Linked DNA regions of Hordeum vulgare: region 1 is linked to region 2. The links are chromatin contacts, called in public Hi-C maps. All regions are on one chromosome and are shown on one strand. The core of a region is the stretch at or near the end of the contact, and the rest is flanking DNA. Distances in the headings are between cores, read along the strand shown.

What was found. A called contact is a pair of places that touch in the nucleus more often than the background predicts.
Region 1: a Hi-C map of seedling shows a contact between it and region 2, with 4 times the contacts expected there. The contact joins the promoter of LOC123447846 here to the promoter of LOC123447845 in region 2. A contact is called at or near these places in 3 of 6 Hi-C or Micro-C datasets (leaf and seedling).

Annotation. Positions count from the first base shown.
Region 1 is chr4H:53,137,600-53,144,058 of MorexV3_pseudomolecules_assembly, forward strand. It overlaps LOC123447846 (serine carboxypeptidase-like 19), which reads right to left and starts at 2,347. Exons shown (of 10, transcript XM_045124545.1): 1 at 2,121-2,347; 2 at 1,674-2,019; 3 at 156-257; 4 at 1-39. The coding sequence starts at 2,335.
Region 2 is chr4H:52,950,634-52,957,064 of MorexV3_pseudomolecules_assembly, forward strand. It overlaps LOC123447845 (non-lysosomal glucosylceramidase), which reads right to left and starts at 1,524. Exons shown (of 20, transcript XM_045124540.1): 1 at 1,338-1,524; 2 at 552-648; 3 at 10-120. The coding sequence starts at 626.

The DNA of each region.
Region 1 (6,459 bases), core at 1,097-3,596, 190 kb after region 2:
GTTGTTATAATCTTCCCCTTGGCAGTGCTCCGTTATCGTCTAAAGATCGATCACATGCAAGCACATGGAGACATAATTAACAAACCTCATATAGGCGCAAGTAGTAAACTGCAGGTCCATAGGTGAATGTGTTGGAGGCATGCCTAATTAATCACCTCATACAATTGATCGGAAATGATGCCCACTCCATGAAGAAATGGCACTCTAGATCCATAATCAATGCTTTCACCAGTAGCCGGGTTGCCGACCAGATAGCCCTGCTCAACAATACAAATTGTGGTCAGGTTGGGATTATGGCAGCTAAAGTTTTCTCGATAAAGAAAATATATTAATATCAAGAAGATATCAATTACATTCGATCTCTGCATCAATACGATATCAAACAGGTTGTCCAGACATCGAGGATGCAAACAACCAAACTATTACATAAGGAAACGATACGGTGTGAATTTAGAGCACCTTAAGATTAATTAACGGCCTCATTCCAGCTTCAATATCTGAAAAAAACATACCAGTATTTAAGCATGAATAAACTATCTGTTTTTCCAAAGGACCTTAAACGCCTCATCGGTGCAACATACCCTCTGATATCTTCTGTGCGAGAAATGGAACGATCTTTCCGCCGGATGAGTCTCCTCCGATGTAGAAAGGATTTGGGAGGTAATCAGGATGCTCGGTGAACCACTGATTAAAATGATAAATACAAAGTTGTAACTACGCAATTTTGTTCTTTGTCCTCTGGTATCCATCGATCCCTCGGGCAAATAGCAACAAATTTCCATACAAAATGCCCTTTTCTCCCTGTAGCTATTTGCGACGCTTACTTTACCCCATATTTTGGTTCGGATCACTTAACAACCCCAGCAAAAAAGTTCTGAGGTCTACAAAACCTCTTAACCAAAGATTGTTGATCGGGTTTTCAGGACAAAGTGTCAATTGCACGGCGACACCATGTCATATTCCTTCACCCTACGGTCTGCCGCGCGTCGATGAACTCCCTATGCGTGCTTTTGAATCGCTCCATCCGGCTGCCAAATGTGTCGTCCCCATCAGCCTCATAGACCGCACCTTTTAAGTAATAAAGTGACCTTTACCGAAAACCCCATCATCCGCCACGTAGTGAACCTTGTTCTAGACGCGGTCAGTGGCGATGAACAAGCGGGGCAAATTTAGGCCTCCTTTGGTTTGGAGGATTTTCACTGGAATTCTATAGGATAGGATTTTTGTAGATTTTTTTTCTTTAGAGCCCTTTAATTTATAGGAATTAGTGCATTCCAATTTCTACATATGATTGGTTCCTATCCTTCACATTTCAAAGGAAAATAAAACAGAGCCTAGACTTAATGGAAAAATTCCTATGATGTGAACCAAATGACATCTCTTTTCCTAATTCTACTCATAGGATTTGAGATGCATGTCATCTCATTTCCTACAAGTTTCCTATTCCTATAATAATCCTATCATATGAACCAAAGGAGACCTTGGGGATTTCTCCGTGAGACGAGCTTTTGTGTGTGTAATTGAGGCCATGATGGGAGTTTAGCACTAGACACGAACCCATTTTAAAAAACAGGCTACCAAGGCAGACCAACTTCAGGGGCGGCAAGCTTGCCGGAGCCGGAGAAGAAACTAGGGTTCCGGGGAAGGAAAGCGGACCGTTTTCCTTTGCATACCTTGGTGAGGAACTTCTTGAGCTGCAGCGAAGAAGAGACTTCTCCAACGTCATAGCCTCTGGGGTCCCGGGAGAAGGAGAAGCCGGCGCCGACCGGCGAGTCCACGAACAGGACACTGGCAACCTTGGTCCATGCGTAGGGGTGGTACCGCAGCCGCGGCACGGTACCGTTGTAGGGCTCTCCGATCAATCTCAACGGCCCTATCTCGAACAGCAGCGCGCTGAGGACGCTGCAGCGGTCGCCGCCGGTGAGCCAGACGACGACCGGGTCGCGCCGCGGGTCGCCCTCCGACTCGATGAAGTAGTAGAAGAGCTCCGAGCCGTTCTGCTCGTCCACGGTCACGTACCTGCCATGGCATGGACAAGGAGCTTGTGAGCGCGCGAGTGGGCTTGCAATGCAGTAAGTAGCTAGTAGGACCGAGGAATGCGTGCGTGCGTACGTACGTACCCGGTCTCAAGCCGGAACGGGAGGGGGCCGTCGAAGCCCGGAAGGCCGGCGACGAGCGTCGGGGCCGCGTCGGCGGCGAGGAGGAAGGGGCAGCCGCGCGGCAGAGCGGAGAAGAGGCAGAGGAGGAGGAGGAAGACGAGCCGCAGGGGCCGAGACACCTGCGCCTCCATGGTTTCCCGATGGAGACTTGCTCCCCTGGCCGTTCGGACCTCCATCGGTTGCTCCACCTGATTGCCAGCCGCTGACTTCGTTTAATACTAGTACAGTATACGTACCACGGAATAGGAGTAGTTGAGAAAGTCTGGCAGCACATGTACGTCACGGATCAGATAAAGACGGTGTGCATCTCGTGGGTCTTTTCCAGTGTTTTCCGGTAGCGGTACCGGAGAGAGGCGGAGACGGACAGGATGCGCGCGCGAGGCAGACAGCACGTCTGTGACGGAGCAACACCAACCACGTGCCGCCTTCTTCTGAAGTGAGTACGTATATACGGCCCTTGAAGCGGCGAAGCATGGCCGGTTCCGCCGTGGAGCAGGGCAATGGTCCGTGGTGTGTGTGTGTGTGTGTGTGTGTCAGGAATCGTTCACGATGAGCGAAGTGCAACCGCATCTACTACTGTACTACTTTTTAGGCATACACGGACCACAGTTTCAGAATGAAGAGGATGTGTGCCACAGTTTCGGAATGGCAGCAGATTCTCAATGAGTACCTGTACCTGAAGAGGATGTGTGCCACAATTTCAGGCTCTTTTTTGCAAAGCTGACAAAGGTCACAGTTGGGTCAATCCCTACTTTGGAGACGGTCCGCAGTCCAAACTCGGTTCTTGATGACAAGGCACGCAAAAAAAAAATGCATTTGAAAGACCATGATGGTGGAAATCCTCCCGTCAAATTGTATCTTCTAAGCGTTCGGGTCAAATTTATCTATGTAGTTGGTGGAGCTGAAACCTAAAGGATCTCTGAATACGGTCTATGTCTTGCTTATAGCGAGACAGTAGCTAAAAGCCTAAAAGGGAGCTACTATTTGATGCACACCGAGCTTCGTGACACACAAACGCGCAGCCTCCCTCCACCTGGCCCACACTTGTATTCAGACCCATCTGCTATGCGAGTCACCCCTGTTTTTCATTTTTCATTTTTGATATTCGTTATAATAATTCAGGATTTCCAAAAAGTCCAAAATTTTAAAAATAATGTGAAATTTTAAAAAAATTGCATTCAAAAAATGTTCGAGAATTTGAAAATACATTCATAAATTCAAAACAAATGTTCATGATGAAGAAACATTTGGAAAATCATATATTTTTCACATGTTCCAAAACAAAATGGTGAATTTAAACAGTACTCGAGGATCAAAAAATATTCGGGACCTCAAAAGGTACACGAATCAAAAAAAATATTAACGATTTAAAAATGTTCATAACTTTTGAAAAATGTTTTAGACTTTGAAAATTCAGAACTTTCAAAACAATCCGTAAATTTGTAAAAGAGGTTGGTGAGTCTATAAACAATATTCGCAAAATTCCAAAAAGAGTGTTCTTAAATTCAAAAAAATGTGCAAAAATTCACATAATCTTTACAAATTCAAAATACTCTACAAAACATGTTCGCAAATTAAGAAAATGTACACGATTCAAAAAATGTTCACATACGTGGAAAAATAAGTTCGTGAATTAAATAATTATTCACCTGTTTACAAAAATGATCATGAAATAAACAAATGTTAAAACAATTATTCACAATATAAAAATGGAAATAGTGAAAAATAAAATGGGAAGAACGAAAAAATATTATAAAATAAAAGAAAAAAACAAATCTGGTTAAAGCCAATGTTCTAAAACCCACGAACATGTTTTAAAACAAATAAAAAGAAAGGAAAATAAAGCGTCGATCGGAATGCCCTCCCCATGCGGCCCCGTCTCTGTACGGACCAGCCCATTTCAAAAACTTAAAGCGTTGATTAAGGGCGATTTCATACGGGGCGCACATTTAAAGTAACTGGTTGACAAGTTGACTCGTTGACCACATGACCATCTGAAAATTGACCATTGATTTTTCCTAATGTAGAAAAATAGAAATTTGAAAAGAGTCCACACATATTTGACAACAATTTGAAATTTTTAAAATTGAAAAATCTTCACAAATTTCAGAAAATTTCATGGATATGAAAAGAAGTTTGAAAATTTGAAAAAAAAAGTTTGAAAAATTCAAAAAAAAGATAAAATTAAGAATTGTTTAAAAAACCTACGAGAAAAAATATCATGCATTTAAAAAAGTTCAAGATGTTTAAAAAAAGCCAGTGCACTAAAAATACATGAAATAAAAAGAAAGTTGATGGATTTGATAAAAATGTCCACAAAAAATAAGAAAAGGAGAGGCATTACAAATAAAATAGAAGGACGAAAAAGGTAACCAACAAACTAAAAAAGAGAATAATAAAACCAAAAAATAAAATGCAGAGAAAACTGAGAAAAATCTAGCTGGGAAAATGTAAAAAGCCACCCAAATTGTTCTTCAAATTCGAAGAAATAAATTGCTTCAAATAAAAAAAGGAAAATGGAAAGAAAAAACGAACCAAAAAAAAGAAGAAAAAAGGTAACTGAAAAAAACTGGACCGACCCAGTCGGAGCGCCCCATGTGCGGCGCAAGGACTCCCGCAATGAGTGGCAGGTAGGAGCTCCCGCAATGAGCGACAGGTAGGAGCTCCCTTGAATAACAGGTCTCAAAGGTAGAATCGTACAAATCGCAAACCTTTGAGCCCTCATTGGACTGCCTACCAGCAGCGATATATTCTCTCTATCCATTTTTTGACCATGCAGTTTAAGAAGTTTTCATATATATTTTCCACATTCTGTTTTTCTCGGTTTTCAATGAAATTTTTGAAGCTTCCCCTTTTGGGGTTTATTGCCACCTTTCTTCCCTTTTCTGGATTTAAAAATGAAAATGGAAAAAGGCATGCAAATTTTATTAAATTGTCATATTTTTTCATAATTTCCTAGACAATTATTAAACTTCATATTATTTTTCAGATCATGATCTTTACATTTTTTGTGAACTTTTTTAATTCAGGAATTTATAATATTTTACAATGTTGTTAAAAATGCACTTTCAAAGTACTCCCTCCGTTCCTAAATATAAGTCTTTGTAGAGATTTCACTAGTAAACTACATACGGATGTATATAGACATACCTTATACTATAGATTCAATCATTTTGATCCGTATGTAGACCCTTAGTGGAATCGCTTAAAAGACTTATATTTAGGAACAGAGGGAGTATATTGATATTTTTTAGAAAATTCATGATGTTTTTTAGATTTGTACACATTTTGTAAAAAAATCATGAATTGTTTAGAGTGCATATTTTTTAAATTTGCTGAACATTTCAGAAACTAGAAAATTGAAATTTGTGAGCTTTATAAATATTTTAAAAAATAAATATCTTTGTAAACTCTTGGACATTTTTTAAACATTTCAAAATAGTTGTTTTTAAAGCAAGGTGCTACTAGATTTGTAACAACTTTTCCATTTTCCTGTGGGGGGGGGATACCAACTGATGGTTTCTTGGGACGGAAGGAGTACACTGGTTTGGAGTGAAGGAGCTCCGCTAGAGTGATTGGTTGGCACGGGTTGGCATTTTAGCACCTATCCTTCGCTATAGTGAAAATTAGGAACTCCCAGCAAACCCGTCCTCCGCATTCAATTTGGGAGGCCTCGGGCTAAGATCGCTTCCTTAGAAGCCTCTAATCAAAACGAACGTTGCTTACGAGTCAGATAGGCCCTCTTCCTCCTTGCACATGTCTTCTTTCCTCGATCGCCATTTTCCTTATCATTCTTGAGCTGGCCTAACCGATGGCCCTTGTCACCCACAACCGGTAGTGATTCCACTCATGCCACTTCGTCATGGTCAGTCCGAGTAGTTTTCTCTGCTAGTATGTTGTCGTACACGACAACCCCTCTAAGCCTTGTCCTTCCCCAGCACCGACAATTAGTCCCCACCTTGTTCGCACATTGTCAACCTCCTTCCTCTCCACCTCCATACTAATCATACATGAAAAAAAAGGAAAAGAAAACAAGACGAAAAAAGAAAACAAGAAAGTAAAACCATAGTTCAGGTGAAACGACAATAACACCAACTACTCCCTCCATTCCATAATATAAGTCTTTTTAGAGATTTCACTAGAGGACTACATACGGATGTATATAGACATATTTTAGAATGTAGATTCATTCATTTTGCTTCGTATGTAGTCCTTTAATAAAATCGCTTAAAAGACTTATATTTAGGAATGGATGGAGTACAAAATTGGTCAGCCCATGCATGCACGCCGCTATGTGCCA
Region 2 (6,431 bases), core at 274-2,773:
AAGACATACCATCTGCCGTATCTCCCTCCATGTAAGTCCGAATGCCGGCAAATCATATCTAACATGGCTTAGCTTGTGTTCCCATGTCAACTCTGGAATCTGTCCAGGATTAACCTTTTCCTGACAAGTCAAGGCACCATTTGAATCTCAAATCTGACGGAGGCACTAAATAAGCAAAAAAAGGGTGAATGGCAGTCGTACTATTTTCCCTTTTTTTCCTTTTCTTTTGAACTTGATCCACGTGTTCAAATTGGTGGTTAAAAGAGTTAAGAATGGATGACGTGCACAATGATCATCTGTCTTTATGTACACTATTAAGTATTTTTGGGCCGCATGTTACAAGGATTTGCTTGAGAACGGAGAGCAAGCAACTGTTATTGATAGTGAAGATGAATAACAGTAGTTTTTTTCCTTCTAATACACCGAGACACAAAACCTTTTGCATATTCTCAGAACAGAAGGTATCAAACATTTCAATTGTCAGTAAAGTGTCATGGTAAGGAACATATCTGGTGGCATCTTACAAATGAATCTTGGAAGAAATAACTCACTGAATTGACAATGCTTTGCGAATGTGAACTGTTCAGAGACACGCCGTTTGGTGGCTCATGGACATCCTTCACCATTTTTTCCTCCTTCGAGCTGGGCCTGTAAACAGATTGAAATCCGAATATGTAACAGGTGTACTGCTTTGGATTTCCTAACTATTTGAATATGTTCATTAGAAAAAGCATATAGGGATGGAACAAATACTGTCAGATCAACTCGAGATAGGGACGCTGTCAGCCATTTCCTGTATCCGGTACACGCAGATACTGAGTATCTAGCATCGGACTATCAATGGAGTTGCATGTGTAAAATAAATCGAGCATGTGAACTGAAGCTGACGACACTGTTGTGCTGGCTCATCAAACTTCAATAAAACTACCAATAAAAAAGATTCCTTGCTTTTACTTAATTGCAGAGACAGACAAACAACAGAGCACGGCATCTCATACACATACAGGGAGAAATGGATTTTTTTTCAGAACTGAACAACAGACGACGCCAAATTCTCAACGCACGCATTGATTATCACTAGATGAAAACAAACAGTGTTATCGTTCTCTATCCAGCTGCATGATGCAAACACGGCCCCTCGAAAATCGCAGAGAAAATACAACACGGGCAATCCTACCGGGGGAGGGAGGAAAATGGCGAGGACGGTCCCCGCAAGAACCAAGAACACCCGCGAGAAGCAACGGCCGGGGCGCCAAAAGGACCCCCTCCTCCTAGAAATCGGGAGAGAAAGCCCTGAATCGATCCGAGCGACAATGGGTGGGGAGGAAGAATCTGACCTTTCCCGATCTGAAATCCGCCCGCCGGGGATCTGAGCTCCGCCCGCCCCAGAAGGACTAGTCGGAAGGATTAGGAACCCGGGAGCGCGTGGGATGTTGGAGGAGGAGGAGACGAGACGATGCCTGCCCGGGAGCAATCGTATCTTAACCACCACGCACCGACGTGGCTTCTTCACCTGTGGCTTTTAGTTTACTCGAGGCTGGAGAAAAACCCCACGTATTTGCGGAGCCGTTCTGCCGTGGGGCCAGATCGGAAAGCGACATCGCATCACACAAATCTGATGGTCTGCAACGTACGTACATAAACATTCCGAGACAGCTGCTAAATTAAATTGAATCGAATTGAATTCAACAAATTTCAGATGCCTAGCTGACTTTTCTCCGTTCGACTTCAGACTTGTGCACAATTGGCCGTGCTTGAGCTCGTAGTCGTTTTCCAACCACAGGCCGATTGATGGTAAGCCCGCAAAAGAATAAAGAATATCTAGTTGAGTTTGAAAAACGCCCAAAATCTAACTATTGTAGTATGAGTTATACACATCACACAGGGACAGAAGGTCTGGCACGTTGATGTGACCATATGGCATCACCTTTCGTTTCCCTCCGCAGGTCGGCGTGCCGCGTGTGGTGAAGGTAGTCGGCCAGTGGGTCTATGGATGTGAACAAGGAAAATATTTTTCCGGAAAATGAGAACCATTTCGGACGGTAAGAATGAAATTTTTGTGCTCATGAAAGTAAGTTTCCACTATGGACGGAAATTAAGAAGCATGTCTGCATGCACATATGTACACATAATACTAGTTCTCAAAAGGCAAACAAATTTGAGGACAGTTCCAAGGAACACCGACCTCATGATTTAAGGTGTGGTCGGCATGAATTATAATGGAAGGCTCGAACAACTGCAGCGCCATACTGTCGTTGCAGCTCCTGTCATGTTCAAATATGATATGTGCATATTGCAGCTGAGCGTACCGATACGAACATGATGGCGGTGTCTCAACTCTGTCGAAACCAAGTTAGCTCCTCGAGTAGTTTAATTAGGGTTAGTACGCTTTGACCCAATTTGCTTGCTGGGTAGATGTCGTGAGAAATAAAGTATGGTTATCTCTTTGAGCCTGAAGATAATCGATGGCCATATCAAAACGTGCAATATTGCACTACAGGAATAAGATAATTTGTCGTTTGCCTCATCTTTGTCGTCTACCGGCAGATGGCAATAAAACTCTTTGCCATCAGCTTCCAAAAAACAGACGTCAAAGAACCCACTCATGACGAAGATACTATTTGCCATCAGTGCGTTCTTTGCCGTTTGTCGGCTGACGGCAAAGATGCGCCAGGCAGACGACAAAGAAAGTTGCCGCCAGCTCCATCTTTACCACCAGCCGCCACCTCTTTGCCATCTGCCTCTCCCTCTTTGTTGTCTGCTAGCAGATGGCAAGCACACGGCAAAGGGGATGATCGCGTAACGGTAGCGCCCGATCCCCTCCCACCCCATCCCCCCACCTCTCTTTCTCCCCCACTCCCCACCTCTATCTCTCTCCCTCACTCCCCACCTCTCTCTCTCTCCCCCATCTCCCCACCTCTGTGTCTCTCCCACGCCGCCCGCACCACCACCACCGCGCCGCCCCTCCTCCTGCGGGCTCTCCCGCTGCATCACCCCCTCGGTAACCGCATCTGACCCCTCACCCCTTCCCCGCTAGGGTTTCGCCAGCTGGCGCTTCCTTCCTTCCTTCCTTCTCATGGAGGACGTGTGCACATGTTCCCTCGCAGAGTCGGCGACGAACGCGTTCCTACAGGGGCTGGACCGGCACCGAAGGGGGCGCTGCACCCGGGGGGGAGGGAGAGCCCGGAGCTGCGATGGGCGCTCATGCGGAAGGTCTACGTCGTCCTCTGCGTGCATCTTCTCCTAATCGTTGTCGTCACGGTCGTCGTTGTCAAGGTCCGCGCCATCCCCCGCTTCTTTTTCTCCTCGTACGCCGGCCTCGGGCTCTATGTCTTCCTCCTCATCCTCCCCTTCGTCGGTGAGGCCTCAGACCATTTCTCCTCCATATTTTCCCTTAGAATTTCTGATCCAATCGATTGCGGGGAGGGTTTTCTCTTTTTTGGTGTAAGAAACTTTGTGAATTCTCGTCCCCAGAAAAGCTTTGTGAATTCTTTATTTTTGCAGGAATGTCCCATGCACTCTTAATTTTGCTTTACTATTGTAGAATGGGACGTGGTTGCTTTGTGAATTGCAGCTCGAGCATAATGTGTTACTAAAATGCTTCTTAATATTTTGCATGCAGTGTTGTGCTCATTGTCCATCTACCGCTAGAAGCACCCACTCAACCTGGTGCTGCTTGGTGTCTTCACAGTGGCCATCAGCTTCTCTGTGGGCTTGACATGTGCCTTTAATAGCGGTAATTGTCTTCCCACCATCAGATTATGTAAATTAGCTCCTGCTGCCAGCTCCTAGCTTGTTCTTGAGTCACTCTGCTGCTCCTGCACCATCAGATTCTTGAGTCACATCTGCAAGCTCCTAGCTTGTCCACCATCTGCCTTTAATGCCCCTCATTGTGTTAATTCACTACATATAAACGGGTAGTAGATATTTTCGTACTATTAGTTGGCTTGTTAGTTCCTATTAGCTCCTAGCCTGTTCACCATGTGCGGCAATTGATAGTTTCCTACTACTATTGTGAAGCATTTTGTTTGTTTGTGGACGGGGTTCAGAAATAGATGTGTTGTCAATTTGCCATGGCTATGAAAATGGTAGACACGGCCAAGCAGCCCATGTGACTGTAGTTGATGCATTTTCCTAGTCTGTGTTGAGGGTTAAATTGTAGCTGTTCGTCACCATTTATGATTGATATGCTTGCCTGAGTTAGAAGTATTTGTAGTACTGCCAGCTAGCAGGATTACTTTTTTAGAAGACCTTGCTTTTCTATTTTCAGCTGAGTAACCTTCGCTTTTTTATGAATAAAAGGGGTCACCCTGCTCCATTTTATTGATGAAGCATAAGACGACCGAGTTTACATCCATCAAACTAACAAAGACCATCACAGAAAGAAAACATCTCAGACGAAATTTTAGCCAAAGTCACAACCGCTAAACAGAATAAAAACTATTTAACAGCAACACAAGAAACTTCAGAATCAGCTCCTCCAGGCAATGCGCAGAAGTTCCCCTCTGAATTTGTCAAGTTTAGAGATGAATTGCCGCAGTACCACCTCCTGTGTGGCGTCATAGAGAACAAAAAATTGCCGGAGAAAACTTCGAAGCTTCACAAGAACGCAGTACAGACTTTTCCATGTTCGACCCTGGAAACAAAATTCATTTCTTAGTCTCCAAATACTTCATAAGGAGGTAGCCACAATCATGTTATGAACTGGCTCTTTCTCATGAACCAGCCACAAGGCACAAATGTCTTTGAAACATGACATAATTGGCATTTGAAAGGAATCCGCAAGAAGTTTCCAGATGCATTTAGCCACTACACAATCAAAGAATAGATGTTGTACAAATTCCAGTTCAGAACAGAATAAGCAAGAAGGATCCTCAACATTTTTCCTCTTAGCCAAATTATCTCTGGTTAGAACTTTATTATACACACTTAGCCAAAGGAAAACATGGATATTTTGTGGACAGAGAATTTTCCATAATTTGTCACCAATGGTAGAAGCCACCCCACCAAAGTTAACAACATTATAAAATGACTTAACAGAATATAGCCCTTTTGATTCCAACATCCATATTGGAACATCAGGGGACTCAGATAGAGGAATCTTTCAAATAATATCAAGTAATTGGTTCCATTTATCCACCCCTCTAATATCAACACATCTTCTAAAGGAAAGTTTAAGTTCTACACCATCCCAAACCCGAGAGACATTGCAGTCAGATTGGTTGCAAATGTAAAATAACTCCCAAAATTGAACCTTCAGGGAACAATCCCCAACCCATACATCATGCCAGAACTTAATACTCCTACCATTACCAATTTTCCACCTATAGAATGTCTTGGAGGCATTAAGAGCCATGTTACACTCTTCCAGAAAGAAGATCGATTATCAGATTCAGACCAAAGAATATTGGGGGATTCAGTGTTATACTTTAAAGAGATGATATCTTTCCAGTCTTTTTTGTTGTTGTCAAAGAATCTCTTCCCCCAGGAGGCCAATAAAAGCCATATTAAACTCTTTAAGGTTAGGTAACCCTAAACCCCCAAAGGATTTCTTCCTAGCAATCAATCCCCGATTAGCAAGGTGATATTTGTGTTGGTCCCCTACATGCCCCTAGAAAAATGTGCCATTTGAGAGTTAATGGCCTCAATGGCCCACTTTGGAAACTTAATCACTGTCGTAAGCTAAGCAGGAATACTGACAATGCAAGCACAAAGAAGAATCAGTCTCCCTTTGTAGGTAAGATGTTTGCCTAACCACCCAGAAATACATCTAATGATCCTATCAATGATTGGTTGGGGATCTTCCCTGTGTATTTTTTCCTAGTGCAAAGGCACACCCAAGTACTTAATAGGGAAAGACTGTAACGACTAAGATGCGGCCCTTTCCTATTTTGGGGGCGATGCTCCAAAAGGGAAAGAGGCGCATCTAAGCGTTTCGCAAGCGAGATAATCATAGCAAATACATAAACGAAGAATGACAAATAGGGCATACATTTGCCATCTGACATAGTATAATATAAGGTTTACATCCACACAATTATTCAGACAAGTTAGTCCCGCTACGAACTTCCTGAAACAAGGAAAAGACTATGATATTCTGCATGCTGGCCCACGATCACGACCAAGGCCTCAGTCCTCCGGATAGTTCACGTACAGTCGGTCGTTCTCCTCATCGTACTGCCACGGCAGCTGCGTGCCATCCAGATCTCCTTTGTCGGGCGTACCTGTACCTGTTGGGGTGTTGTAGTAAACTGTGAGCCACGAGGACTCAGCAATCGGATGACCTTGGTACCGAAACTAGTCAAGTTATTAGGTGAGGAAGGTTCAGTGTATAGGTTGTAGCATCCTAAGCTTATATGGTGGCTAACTTACGAAGATCAGAGTTATTGATATGGTGGTCTACGCGAGCGGTCGAAGACTAGATGATCACT